2 separate regions of the Rattus norvegicus genome follow, and region 1 is linked to region 2. A link is a contact called in public Hi-C data. All regions are on one chromosome and are shown on one strand. The core of a region is the stretch at or near the end of the contact, and the rest is flanking DNA. Distances in the headings are between cores, read along the strand shown. Region 1 has its middle 51 kb from the start of Trnaa-agc27. Region 2 overlaps Adat2 (adenosine deaminase, tRNA-specific 2).

Region 1 (5,766 bases), core at 2,278-4,777, 630 kb after region 2:
GTGCAGCTGGTTTTTCCTCCTTAAGTCCCTGCATGTGATGGGAAGACAAACACGGATATTTTTAGGAAGTCTGCAATGCTCATTTCGATCCTTTTCTCAAGTGAAGATGTGAGGCCCAGTGATTACATTGTAATTAGTTCTCTGGTTTGTTTTTTTTTTTAAAATAAAAGACATTTATCTATTTAAGAAGTGGTTAAATTTTCTATTAGGATGGCCATATGATTAATATTCAAAGTTTGAACTGCTGTGAGAGGGGATGAGCTAAGTCTCTGTGATGACATAGGTCAACAGGGGTAAAGCTGGGGCTCTGTGGAGCACAGGAGGACATATGGTCACCCTATTTATAGAAGAAGATGCTGCTGACCTATCTTTAGGAGACCATGACCCCTGGACAGTATTCCCATAGCCGTGATGTGTATGTAAGAAGACAGGCGATTCCATCACTGATATAACAGATAAGGGAAGGTAGGGTTGTGTCTAGGTAGATGACTGGCGGTGTTTCTAAGTGGGCATGCTGTTTCATATAGGACCGCTACTGCTTCCTGTCAATTACTTCCTAATCTGAATGGCTTAGCATAGGGGGGCATTACATTATGGGTTAAAAGAATTGGTTAGAAGAGACCAGAAGAAACTCAGGTTTGCTGGGAGGGTCTGTAAATGATTGTCATAGGTCCGTGCAATCAGACCTTGCATATATGTGGAGATGTCAACAACCTGGCTTTGCCTCTGTGACTGGTGGATACCGAATAGACAAACACACACCACAAGGAAGACAGTCAGAACAGGGCTTCTGGTTGGTGGGGAGGAGCATTTCTGGATTTGAAATGCCTCTGAGAAAGGCCATGGCCAAGGAAGTCTGAGCACATTAGCTTGAGCTTTGTTCAGCATTATCTCCCCAGTCTATTCTCAGTTGAGGGATGATAGTTCCCCAGGGAACTGGAATGCTCGAAGGTCCGACACAAGGTTAGCGCTTAAAGAATGAAGAGTTAGTCATCTTTGAGACGAGGAGCTCAAAGAAAGCTCATCTTCGGTTGTCCCAGAGGTGTAAAAGTTTGGCTTTTTAAAATATACTTCTTATCAAGAATGGCCAAAGCTCGCTGGCTTTTCTTTAGGAGTCATGTGGCTGTGAACATCATCTCAGTTTTATGTTAGGGAGTGTATACAGTCAAGAACAGATGACACTGGCCTACGCTATCCAAGGGTGTGGTGAGCCCAGAAAGGGCTGAAATCCAGCTGTCACATGGGGTACCCTCCTATGACCCCAGTGAGATGGTAATGGGGGTGATAATAGCTTCATTTTATAGACAGTAACACCGAGAGGAGTTGGGGAAAGACAAGCACCCCCTCCCCACTGCCTGCACCCTAGTCTCTTCTTGCCTGCTTTAAAACCTGTGCTAAGTCTCCTGGGAACAAGAAGCCCTTCCTCTACTTGTTCTAACCACGGGTTGGCTTTCTGCGTATCTCCCAGCATGTTGCCATTTATGGATTTGGGCAAAATAACAGAATTGCATAGCTGCAGAGTGTCAGACTCCTTCCCCCCCCCTCCTTTTTTTTCTTCCACACTGAGTTTCCTGTTTCTATGGCAATGAATAGGATGTTTTGCACCAAGAAACACTTTAAATGCCACTGGGGGGAAGGTAAGAACCACACATAGCTCTCTACAGAGCAGGAAGGTGAAATGAGATGCTAAGAACTGACTGAAATAAGCAGAGAGGGGAAGCAGGAAGGCTGAGGAGATGCGGAAGGAGGGAGGTGAGAGGTGAAGGAGCAGGTGTCTCGGAGGGGAATATTTGACAATGGCATGGCATCTGAACATTGAGACCTCTGAGTAGTTGCTATGAATATGTAAGTGTCCTTGCGCGCAGTAAATGAGTTTGTTCACTTTAGGGGAGTACCAGGTAAAATTCACCTGGAGACAGAACTCCTAAATGCAGGAGGTATACAGATACAGTCTCTTAACCTAGGACCCATGTGAAGGTGGTTTCCAAGGTGCCTTTTTGTGGTAGGGGAGTTCCAATAGGATCCCCTACAAATGCTGTGCATTCTGGCCCAGCAGTAGGCCCCTGGATTTCAGCTCCCCTTGCCCACAGCATTAGAACTAGAATTTCCCTTCAATCATGAATGCTTGTAGTGTGACTTTTCCTGGGGAGATGGGAACAGATGGGAATTCATGCCACACGGAGATGATAGGCAGAAGGAATGACTCCACTCAAGCATGGCTTAGGAAACCAATGATTTATTGAAGTTACATAGAGGTAGATGGAGAAGGAGCTCTGGACAGGGGCATTGATGACTGAAAGGCAGCTAGCTACATTATCAAAAGCTTTACCCGAGTGTGGACAATGACAAGTGGCAGACAAACCTCCAGAGCTCCCTGCAAGACACGTGGGTGGCGTGACTAGTAGTGCATCTCTTCTTTCCTGAATTCTTACTACTTTTATAAGACTGGAGAGAGGCTTTAGGAATCTTGTAAGTTTCAGGAACTTTCTGAGACATAGAGTTTGCTTACCCTAAGTCTTAAGAAGCCTCCTTCTAGGAGAAAATGTTTTAATTAGGGGGAAATAGCCACATGATATTAATTCCTCAACCCCCTTGTGTTATTCCACTGCTGTAGCAAATACTTAAGGTAATTAACTTATGAAGAGAAAAGGTTTATTTGGGGCCATGATGTTGGAGGTTTCAGCCCATGGTCATTTAGCTCCATTTCTTTTGGACATGTGTCAAGGAAGCAAATGGGTGCCTTGCTTAAAGTACAAGCTGCTCATTTTATGACTAGGGCATAAAAGAGAGAAAGAGGAAGGGACTGGGCTTCACAGTCTCCTTTAAGAGCACCCCAACATAACATAAGATGTAAATTTTCCTGCCAGGCCTTTCCTCCTAACCGCTCTGCATCCCACTAGTCCCAAGGCTCTAACACCATGAACCTTGAAGTTTTCCAGTTCCAAACTGCTGTGTCTTCTTTATTTGTGTGGCCTTGTCCACCCATGATCCCTAGAGAGTTACACCCACAACACCTTTTGTTCTATTCTCTAAAAGTATGCAAAAACAAACAGACAAGCAAGCAAGCAAAGAACAGCAATAACAACGACAAAACAGGGGTGCTGGTGGAGCTGTGAGGGGCGCATCAGGTGCCCCTTAATTTTTCTGCTCACTTCCCCACCATCGATACATCAAAACACACCAAGCACTCTGTGGCCCCAGGCTCTTGACCTGAAGGTTTTCCAGGCTGTCAGCTGCAACATTAAAGCCCCATTGTAGCAATAACCAATCAAAGTGTAGCCTCAGCATAGTGGGTCCATGTGGAAGGTCGTGGCAGACAAAACTGTCCAAATGTGTGATGGAAACTCAAAACCTTTATTTCTCTCTTTCTCTCTATTGCTTGCTTGAGACCTCAGAGACCTGTAATAGGCTTACCAGAAACCAACCCTTGTTAAAAAAGCCCATCAGGAGTCATGTAAGCTGATAGCATCTGCGCAGAGAAGACCAGGGTACCACACAGAGAAGGAAATGGCCAGAGGCCAGGGTCAACAACTGGGGAACAGGAGTTGAGGTAAGTATCCGCCCTTGGGTTGCTTGGCAGGGACCAGTCTTCCGAGGCCTTGGCCAGGGCAACCCGGTTTATTTTCAGTTAATTTGGGTATGCCCTAATTTATTACGGGAGCCTCAAATTTGCATGTCTACTTTAAGAGACCCTAACAAGTACACATAATAAAATGTTAATTTATGCCTTCTGTGAGGATTGGAGTCGAGCACGGCTTTGACGCAACTGCAAAGCAGAAGAAATCTGGAAACCCTGGCAGGCAGGCAGGAGGGTGGGGGAGGGAACGCATGCTTCTCAGGGTTTTAGCAGGGTGGCTGCAAGGAGGTTGGGAAAATGTCCTGGCATTCGCCTCCATTTACAGCCCTGAAGGGACTTTCTATAATAGTCCAGGGTGGCCCTTTTGTCTCAGATCCCTGACTAAACACAATATCGAATAGCACTAAGCATAAAGGAGGCCGGTTGGTAAATACTTGGTGAATTGATTCATAATACTGGGAATGTCTTGAGCACAGACATTTCCTTCCATGGCTCTGGAACTGTCAGGTCTTGCTTAGCTGCTCTGAAGCTCCACGCCCAGCTTCTCTTTAAAGGCAGCAGCCCACGCTTGCACACGTGTGGCGTTTATGGAAACTCTAAATGGCCACTCCCGCAAAGGAGCTCTGGATTCTTCAGACTTTACCCAGGGCACATTGTCCTGGGAGATGTTTCGCATCTGTTGTGGTCAGTGCCTCCTCTTCTGATGCCATCCTCACGGCTGAGATTCTAGAGCAGGGGTTCTCAACCTTCCCAATGCTGTGCTCGTTTAATACAGCTCCTCATGTTGTGGTGACCCACAACCATAAAGTTATTTTCATCGATATGTTATAACCATAATTTTGCTACTGTTATTAATGATAAGGTCAACATGTACATTTTCTGATAGTCCTATGAAACAGCCATTTGATCCCCAAAGGAGTCACAGCCCACAGGTTGAGAACCACTGCTGTAGTGTCTCTTAAACTGGTCCTATTATTCAGAACTGTGCTGTTTATTTACATCTCTTCATTCATACCGACACTGGGATTAAAATACACCAGCAGAACTTCCGGTAGATTTATGTAACCAACTTTTGGAGCTCCTGCCAAACCTTTGATACCACTTTCCTCCAAGAACCATTCCTTTCTCCACAAAGGAAATCCCAAGTAACCAGGCATGCCAAAATCCAACCACCGTGGTCATGGGTTGCATCAGGGACCCCCTTGGGCAGCATAGGGTGAGCACTATTTTCCTCTTAGGAATTATAACCGGACTTAAGAGAGTTGAGTTGAGGTGAGTATCTGTATCGGGCATGGAGTTTGGAGGTAAGGAGGCTATCTGCTAAGAGAATCAAGACAAGCCAGGATATGCGGTCAAAAAGGAAAAATAAAATAAAATACGATTTGCATAGATTTGGGTGTCCTTCATGCTGCTGGGGTTCTGAGGGTGACTCAGTAGTCTTTCCAATAATTTCCTATTCATTGATTGGGTTTATTTGGCTAGATTTCTGATACTTGCAAAAGGACTTTCAAAAGACATTATGTTTTACCACAGAGTTCTGTTGCTGTAATCAAGACTGTATCTCTCACTGTATTGTCTCCCACTACAGGGTTGACTGCCTAGCTTCCGGTGGTCTATGACACCACCATCACAACTCATGCTTGTGTGTGTGTGTGTTTGTGGTGTCCAGAGGTCATCCTCTAGTGTCATTTCTGGGCAGCTCCACTTGTTTTTGTGATGGGCCAACGCTGGTCTGGAACTCACAGAACAGTTGAGGCTGGCTGGCTATCGAGCCTCAGACAGTTTCTGTCGCCTTGTCCCCAGCGCTGTGACTACAAGTATACATGGTGCTGTACTTTTCACGCCGGTCGATCAGGGGACAGAAGTCATGTCTTCACGTTTGTGAGGCAAGCGCTTTCTTTACTGAGCTCTGCTCAGGCCCTCTTTCTTATACCTCTCTAAACCTTCTTTGATGCCTGGGTTGGAATGGTCTTTCCTTTCTTCTTGGCCATACATGAGACCTAGATTAGACACTGAAAGCTTCGCCTTTTCCCATGAAGCAATAGAAATGACCACATTGGAGAAAGTGGACTCCTGGTGGGCACAGCGCTTATTTACAGCCATGAAAATTTTACCCAATGAAAAAATGGGCTTAAACTCTGAAGAAGGGAACAAGCTAAACTGTGTTCTTGGCTCATTGGGAGGAAGCG
Region 2 (5,942 bases), core at 1,353-3,852:
AAATCCCAAAGCAAGCTAACTAATTAGATTAGCCCTTACCGGTGAGCTCTGTGGTCAAATGAGAGATGCTGCCTCAATAATAACGTGAAGGGTGATCTCGGAGGAACCCTGGTGTCAACCTTAGGCGTCACATGTCCACACGCTCCTCATCTCCCAACCCAAATGTAAGTCTGACACATCATCGGGAGATTGATCAAGCTCAAAACAGGAAATAGAAGAAAGAAAAAAAAAAAAAAAAAAGCAAGCCTTGACATTTTACCGAATGCATTCAGACCCGGTCCTACACCAGGCTCCACCAGGCACAGGTTCCTGGGCTTGTCCTAATTTGTATTGACTTTGGGGGGCGGGTGTGGAGGCAGAGGAGGCTCACCGGTGCTGTTCCTTAGATGCAGTGCCACTCCTTCTTGACTTTTTTTTTTTTTTAAAGAGAAGATTTCTTGAAATTTACCACTCGGGGGTGAGGGATTGTGTAGGCTGGCCAGGAATGCCCAGAGTTCTACCTGTGCAGGAATTACAGGCACACACCGCCATACTGTCCCTCCCTCCCTCCCTCCCTCCCTCCCTCCCTCCCTCCCTCCCTCCCTGCCTCCCTCCTTTCCTTCTCTTTTTTAAATGTGAGTTTTGGAGATTGAACTCAGGTCCCCCTGCGCTTGACTGACCGAGATAGCTCCCCAATCCTAGAACATTTTTTTAAAAGTTTTAAAAGTTTTTTTTAGATAAAATGGATGCTTTTAAGCAAGTGTTTGAGCCTTTAAAAAAAAATCATAGCATATTGCTACAATAAACTTTTATTCATGCCTTCTTTCAAGAGGAATAGTCTTCAAATAGTGGGTGCTGGACAGATGGCTCGGGGGTTAAAAACATACACCGCTTTTTTAGAGGATACAAGTTTGGTTCCCAGCACCATCTCTGGACAATCCACAACCTGTAATTCCAGTTCCAGGGAAACCAATACCCTCTTCTGGACTCTGCGGGTACCTGCACTTACTTACACATACACACAATCCCACTATTCATACACACACACACACACACACACACACACACACACACACTTAGAATTTCTAAAGGAGGAAATGAAAGTGAAATAGTTCCTTATAATGAAGCAACTATTCCTTTAACGTCCATTTCTTCCCTAGAACAAAGCCAAGACCTTATACTCTCAAAACAAAGACCTTACATTCTCCAGAGAGAAATGAAGGTGGTCCGATATGTAACTTGCTGGAAGATGACAGTTGCTGCTGGTCATAAGGGTGCACACCGTAGCCCCACTACTGGGGAGGTTGAAGCAAGAGAATCATGAATTCAAGGCCTGGGCTATGTAGGGACCCCACCCATCGTCCCAATTACAACCAGTTGCAGTTCGGAATAAGAATGCAGGAATGTTGGTTTCAAGATTCAATAAAATGATCCATTGAATCAGAGATAACAAAGCTACTACTCTTTTCAAATGCGGGGAATAAAGCTTAAATCGAGTATCTAAAAATTAGACCTCACAACAAAGTCTGATAAGGTAGGTCACTGGAGCAAAGGTGCGACTTTTCCGCGCCGCCCTGGGCGCAGTGTGCGTCTCTGCCCAGAAGGGGGCCTCGCTGTTCCACCTAAAGGCCAGTGCCAGCGCAGCCTCAGTTTCTACAGCGCATTAGTCCTTGATGCAAAGTGGCTGTTTGTTGACTCTGCCATTTGAGCACTGTCTCTGACTTGTTTGTTTTGAATTACATTACAGGCTGGAATGGATTGTGGTGGTAGTGTTTTTATATTGCCTGGGGGAGCAGCTAATCACAGTTACATGCTTCAGAAGATTTATAATTGCATGGTTTCGTGAGTGTGTGTGTGTGTGTGTGTGTGTGTGTGTGTGTGTGTGTAACAGCATTTCAGAAGTTTAATGAGCGAAGAGTACATAGGATTTTAAATTTACAGTAATAGTCTGTGCACCTTCTCTTCGGTTTTATCTACTTTGAAGATTGTCTTCTCATTAAGTTTTAGTGCCTTGACTAGTGTGTTCCTTTTTGCAGTTGGTCATAATTCACCCCCGGCTCCTGTGCTCTCCTGTAAGAAGACATCATTATATTTACTGACTTCATATCATTTGGGGGGAATTATCTGTACTTGAAACAACCTGGGATCATGATAAACCGTTGAAAGTAAATTTAGTTTGAATTTAGGGGAAAAATGATAATAGCAACAGCAACGACAATAAAGGTGAAAACATAGAACCAGAAATAATGTGTGGCCATTTTTTTTCTGAGAGACAAGAACTTCTTAGGAAGCGGAAAAATAACACCAGAAAAGAAGGCGGTGTGCATGATTTCCCTTTTTGGTTTTAGCAGATGGCTAAGTGGCCTTTCCTGGTCCCCATGCAGGGCTGAACGGTTTAATATCCATTCCCCACCTTTAAAATTCTCCTTCCGGTCACTGAAAGAGCTTTTGCACACAGGCCTGCCTGGTTTCCGGTGGGAAAAACTGCTCCGGATGGATTGCTGTAGACTCGGGGTCAGCATAGGCATCTTAGGATCGCTGTGGACGTCCTGGACTCCAAGTGTACGGAACTCAAACGCCGTGTCCACATGGCGGCGAGGAGCTATAGATGTGTAAGCAGCGAAGCTGTGCGCAGTGCCCTCCAGCAAGCACTGGAGGCGCTGCCGCAGTGTAAAATACCGAGGCCCCCACTGCAAAAGCGCATACCCAACGGAACCATACCGGTTGTGCCTGCCGAAGAGACCGGAAATAAGAGTCGTACTTTGTACATGAGATAGTTAGGAAGGCATAGGACATAGATAACCCGTAGAGCCACCTGCCCTGTTAAGAAAAATTGGGGAGAAACGATCACATCGATGCCGGGGGATATCCAGTGTTTGCTGGGTCCCATCAGCGATGAGAAGTCATGTCAAGATATCCTTGCATTTCCTGTCTTGTACACTTGAAATATGGAGAAAACAGCCAGCGACCCAAATGTAGGCAAGATGGCTCCTATTTCTAAGGACCCTCCCTCCCCATTTGTAGCCTAGGTTGGCTTCAGAATCATTGTACAGCTGTTCGTACAGTGTTCGCTACTTGTGCCAGGGAAATCAGTCTGGGGGGCTTCATCAAATGCTAGGCAAGCACCAGGCAACGAGCTACATCATAGCCCGTTCTAAAGTTGTTGTTGTTGTTGTTGTTGTCGTCGTTGTTGTTGTTTTTATTCACGTCATAGGTTCTCCTGGTCCTTCACCCAGAAGCACTTCAGTATTTTTGCAGAGTGCTGTCCTCTACCGTCGCCACTCTGTTATTAATGACCTGGCCAGTTTAACGCTCATTTGCTTTAAAGGAGCATTGGTGCTCCAGTTCTGCCAGTTGGCTCCGCTAAGCCCCGCTAAACCCTGGGGAGAATTCCCTCTAGCCCCGCGAAGCCAGCCCCATCCTAGGGTTTTGTTACGCTTCGCTGTTCCAACCTAGAACATTTTGGTCGCCTTCCATATTGCCGCCACTGGATTCATGCGCCTGTCTCCCACCGAAACACATCCTGCTCTGATGACAGTTTTCCTGTACCTGTCCTGCCCGTGTTGCCACCACCGCTGCCGCCGCCACCACCAATGCCTTCGCTTTGCAGTTAGTGCGCTCCTCTGGATAACAGAGTGGTCTTTTTATTTGATGCTTCCTCAGCTGGAGGCCAACAAAGGCCAGCACACGCTACAGGTGACATTAATTTTGCACACTTGGTTCAGATGTCTGATTTAGTCACCGTGGACTTGGTTTTCTCCCTCTCTGTGGCAGTGAGTGATCAAGTCTTTACGGGAAGAGATTGTGACTTTTGGTTTTTATTTTTATAAGAAAGTATGCTTGACACGGAGGGAAGGGAGGGAAGGAAGATTCATTATATAAACCCAAAACAGCTGTTAAATTATTTGATTTCACTCTTCCTCCGTATTGTGTGTTCCAAAATTCACAACTTTTGGTAAGAATATTTTAAACAGCACAGTCAATAAGGAAAATGAAAATGAAGATCCAAAACTAAGTAATTTCACTCTTGACATCCTTCCTACCCCCCCAATAGAAAGAAAGAAAGAAAGAAAGGAAGGAAGAAAGAAGGGAAGAAAGAAAGGAAGAAAGAAAGGAAGAAAAGAAGGAACTAATAGTGCTGTAGAAAAATGGTCCAAGATATTTCTGATATCACAGATGCCCTGTGGTAATACATTGCAGTGAATTCTAGTCTGATGATTACTTGCCCATAAAATACTGGCACGGGAGAGGGGGGCATAGGAGAGGGGGGCATAGGAGAGGGGGGCATAGGAGAGGAGGCATAGGAGAGGGGGCATAGGAGAGGGGGGCATACGAGAGGGGGGCATAGGAGAGGGGGCATAGGAGAGGGGGGCATAGGAGAGGGGGGCATAGGAGAGGGGGGCATAGGAGAGGGGGCATAGGAGAGGGGGGCATAGGAGAGGGGGGCACGGGAGAGGGGGGCACGGGAGAGGGGGGCATAGGAGTTTCCACAGAGATACCTTGCCTTAAAATGTTTTAGGCACCATCATTTGAGGGTAGGTAAAAACAAAAGCTCAGACTAATTTTTTCTCTCATTTGTTTTAAAAGTAGTACAGCTTCTCTGTTCTGACAATGTCAGTGCAGCCAAAACTGCTGGTGCCTGGCTATTCTATATCAGCTGGCCTCCAGCAGGCTTGAGGAGAGGAGACACCAGCCTTGAATGAGACTGCACTGACAGCCTCCGTGCAGACAACTGCCAGCTCTTTCCCTTACCTCACAAGGCGCTAATTTCGTGTAGTGAGGAAAGGCCGGACGGCTGGGGTTACTTCTCTGGGTCAGGCCGGCAGGGCTTATGGTGAGAGTCTGACATCTTTAGGATCCTACATGTTTGTATGCTGAGCTAAGGAAAGCAGGCTTATATGATCATTTCTCACCGGACAGCTAGTCAGGAAACTTTGTCATGGGATTCGACAAAGGCTGTCATAGGCCAGGCTTTGGTCAGGTTCCAAATCCTCTTAACCAGGCAACAACATTGGCCCTGTTGCCAGCTGGGTCTGCACAGCCTTTTTTTTGCAAGCGTCCTATTAAACTCTCTTTAGAGCCCCACCCCCACCCCACAGGAAGCTAAATTTTCCTTCCCCACAACTGATGTAAAAATGATCTCGCCTTACCTTTAGCAGGTCTCACAGGTTAACAGTAACAACATCCTATTCCCTCTCCCCATTCTATCCCCACCTCCAACCCTCCAAACCGCTCCCTGTTTAGAAAGCCCTGAGTATTTTCATGTCTCGCCCTGCGCCCAACCACACATCACAAACACACAGTGCTGATATCCTCTCTAATCTTGAATAAGGTTATGGTTCCCATTTTCACAGGTGTCAGCATAATCTGTAACAAGTGGAGAGTGTAAATTGAAATCTAGAGAAGGGGCCCACAAAGTATAGCCTGTGGACCAAATTCCACCCCAGTGCCTATTTTCATATATTCTATTTGATCAGATTTTTACACTTTAAATGTTTGGAAAAAATCAGCTGAATAATATTTAAGGATTTGTAAACCTAACATGAAAATAAAATTTCAATAAATCTTCTGGGGTCACGGTCACTCCGATCTGTTTCTTCAGTGCTACAAGGGCACACAGGACTCTACGGCATGCGCGGTCTGGCCCTTTAGGAAGCATTTCCTGTCTCCCGATCAAGAGTGGAGAGAGGGGGTTGGGGATTTAGCTCAGTGGTAGAGCGCTTGCCTAGGAAGCGCAAGACCCTGGGTTCGATCCCCAGCTCCGGAAAAAAAGAACCAAAAAAAAAAAAAAAAAAAAAAAAAAGCGTGGAGAGAGGAGGAGGTTGGATCAGCACGATGCTCATTCAAGTTCTATGACTTTGCAGCTGGGTAATGTGGTCCATTGTTCAGCTTTGACTCGTTACCATGACTTTTGAAAAGTTTGTTTACTTTAAGATTTATTTATTTATTTTATATGAGTACAC

What was found. Hi-C and Micro-C count contacts between places; a contact is called where the count stands out from the background.
Region 1: a Hi-C map of Schwann cells shows a contact between it and region 2, with 14 times the contacts expected there. The contact joins two enhancer-like sites. A contact is called at or near these places in 11 of 12 Hi-C or Micro-C datasets (the A7r5 cell line, the Rat2 cell line, Schwann cells and 7 more).

The regions. Positions count from the first base shown.
Region 1 is chr1:10,419,529-10,425,294 of GRCr8, forward strand. No RefSeq gene overlaps it. Among named protein-coding and RNA genes, the nearest start is that of Trnaa-agc27, 51 kb to the right of the region's middle. Within about 2 kb of position 3,528, at least 7 of the 93 cell types and tissues checked have an H3K27ac peak or open chromatin away from gene starts, as enhancers often do.
Region 2 is chr1:9,793,154-9,799,095 of GRCr8, forward strand. It overlaps Adat2 (adenosine deaminase, tRNA-specific 2), which reads left to right. Exons shown (of 6, transcript NM_001115028.2): 6 at 1-2,223. Among named protein-coding and RNA genes, the nearest start is that of Adat2, 21 kb to the left of the region's middle. Within about 2 kb of position 2,603, at least 3 of the 93 cell types and tissues checked have an H3K27ac peak or open chromatin away from gene starts, as enhancers often do.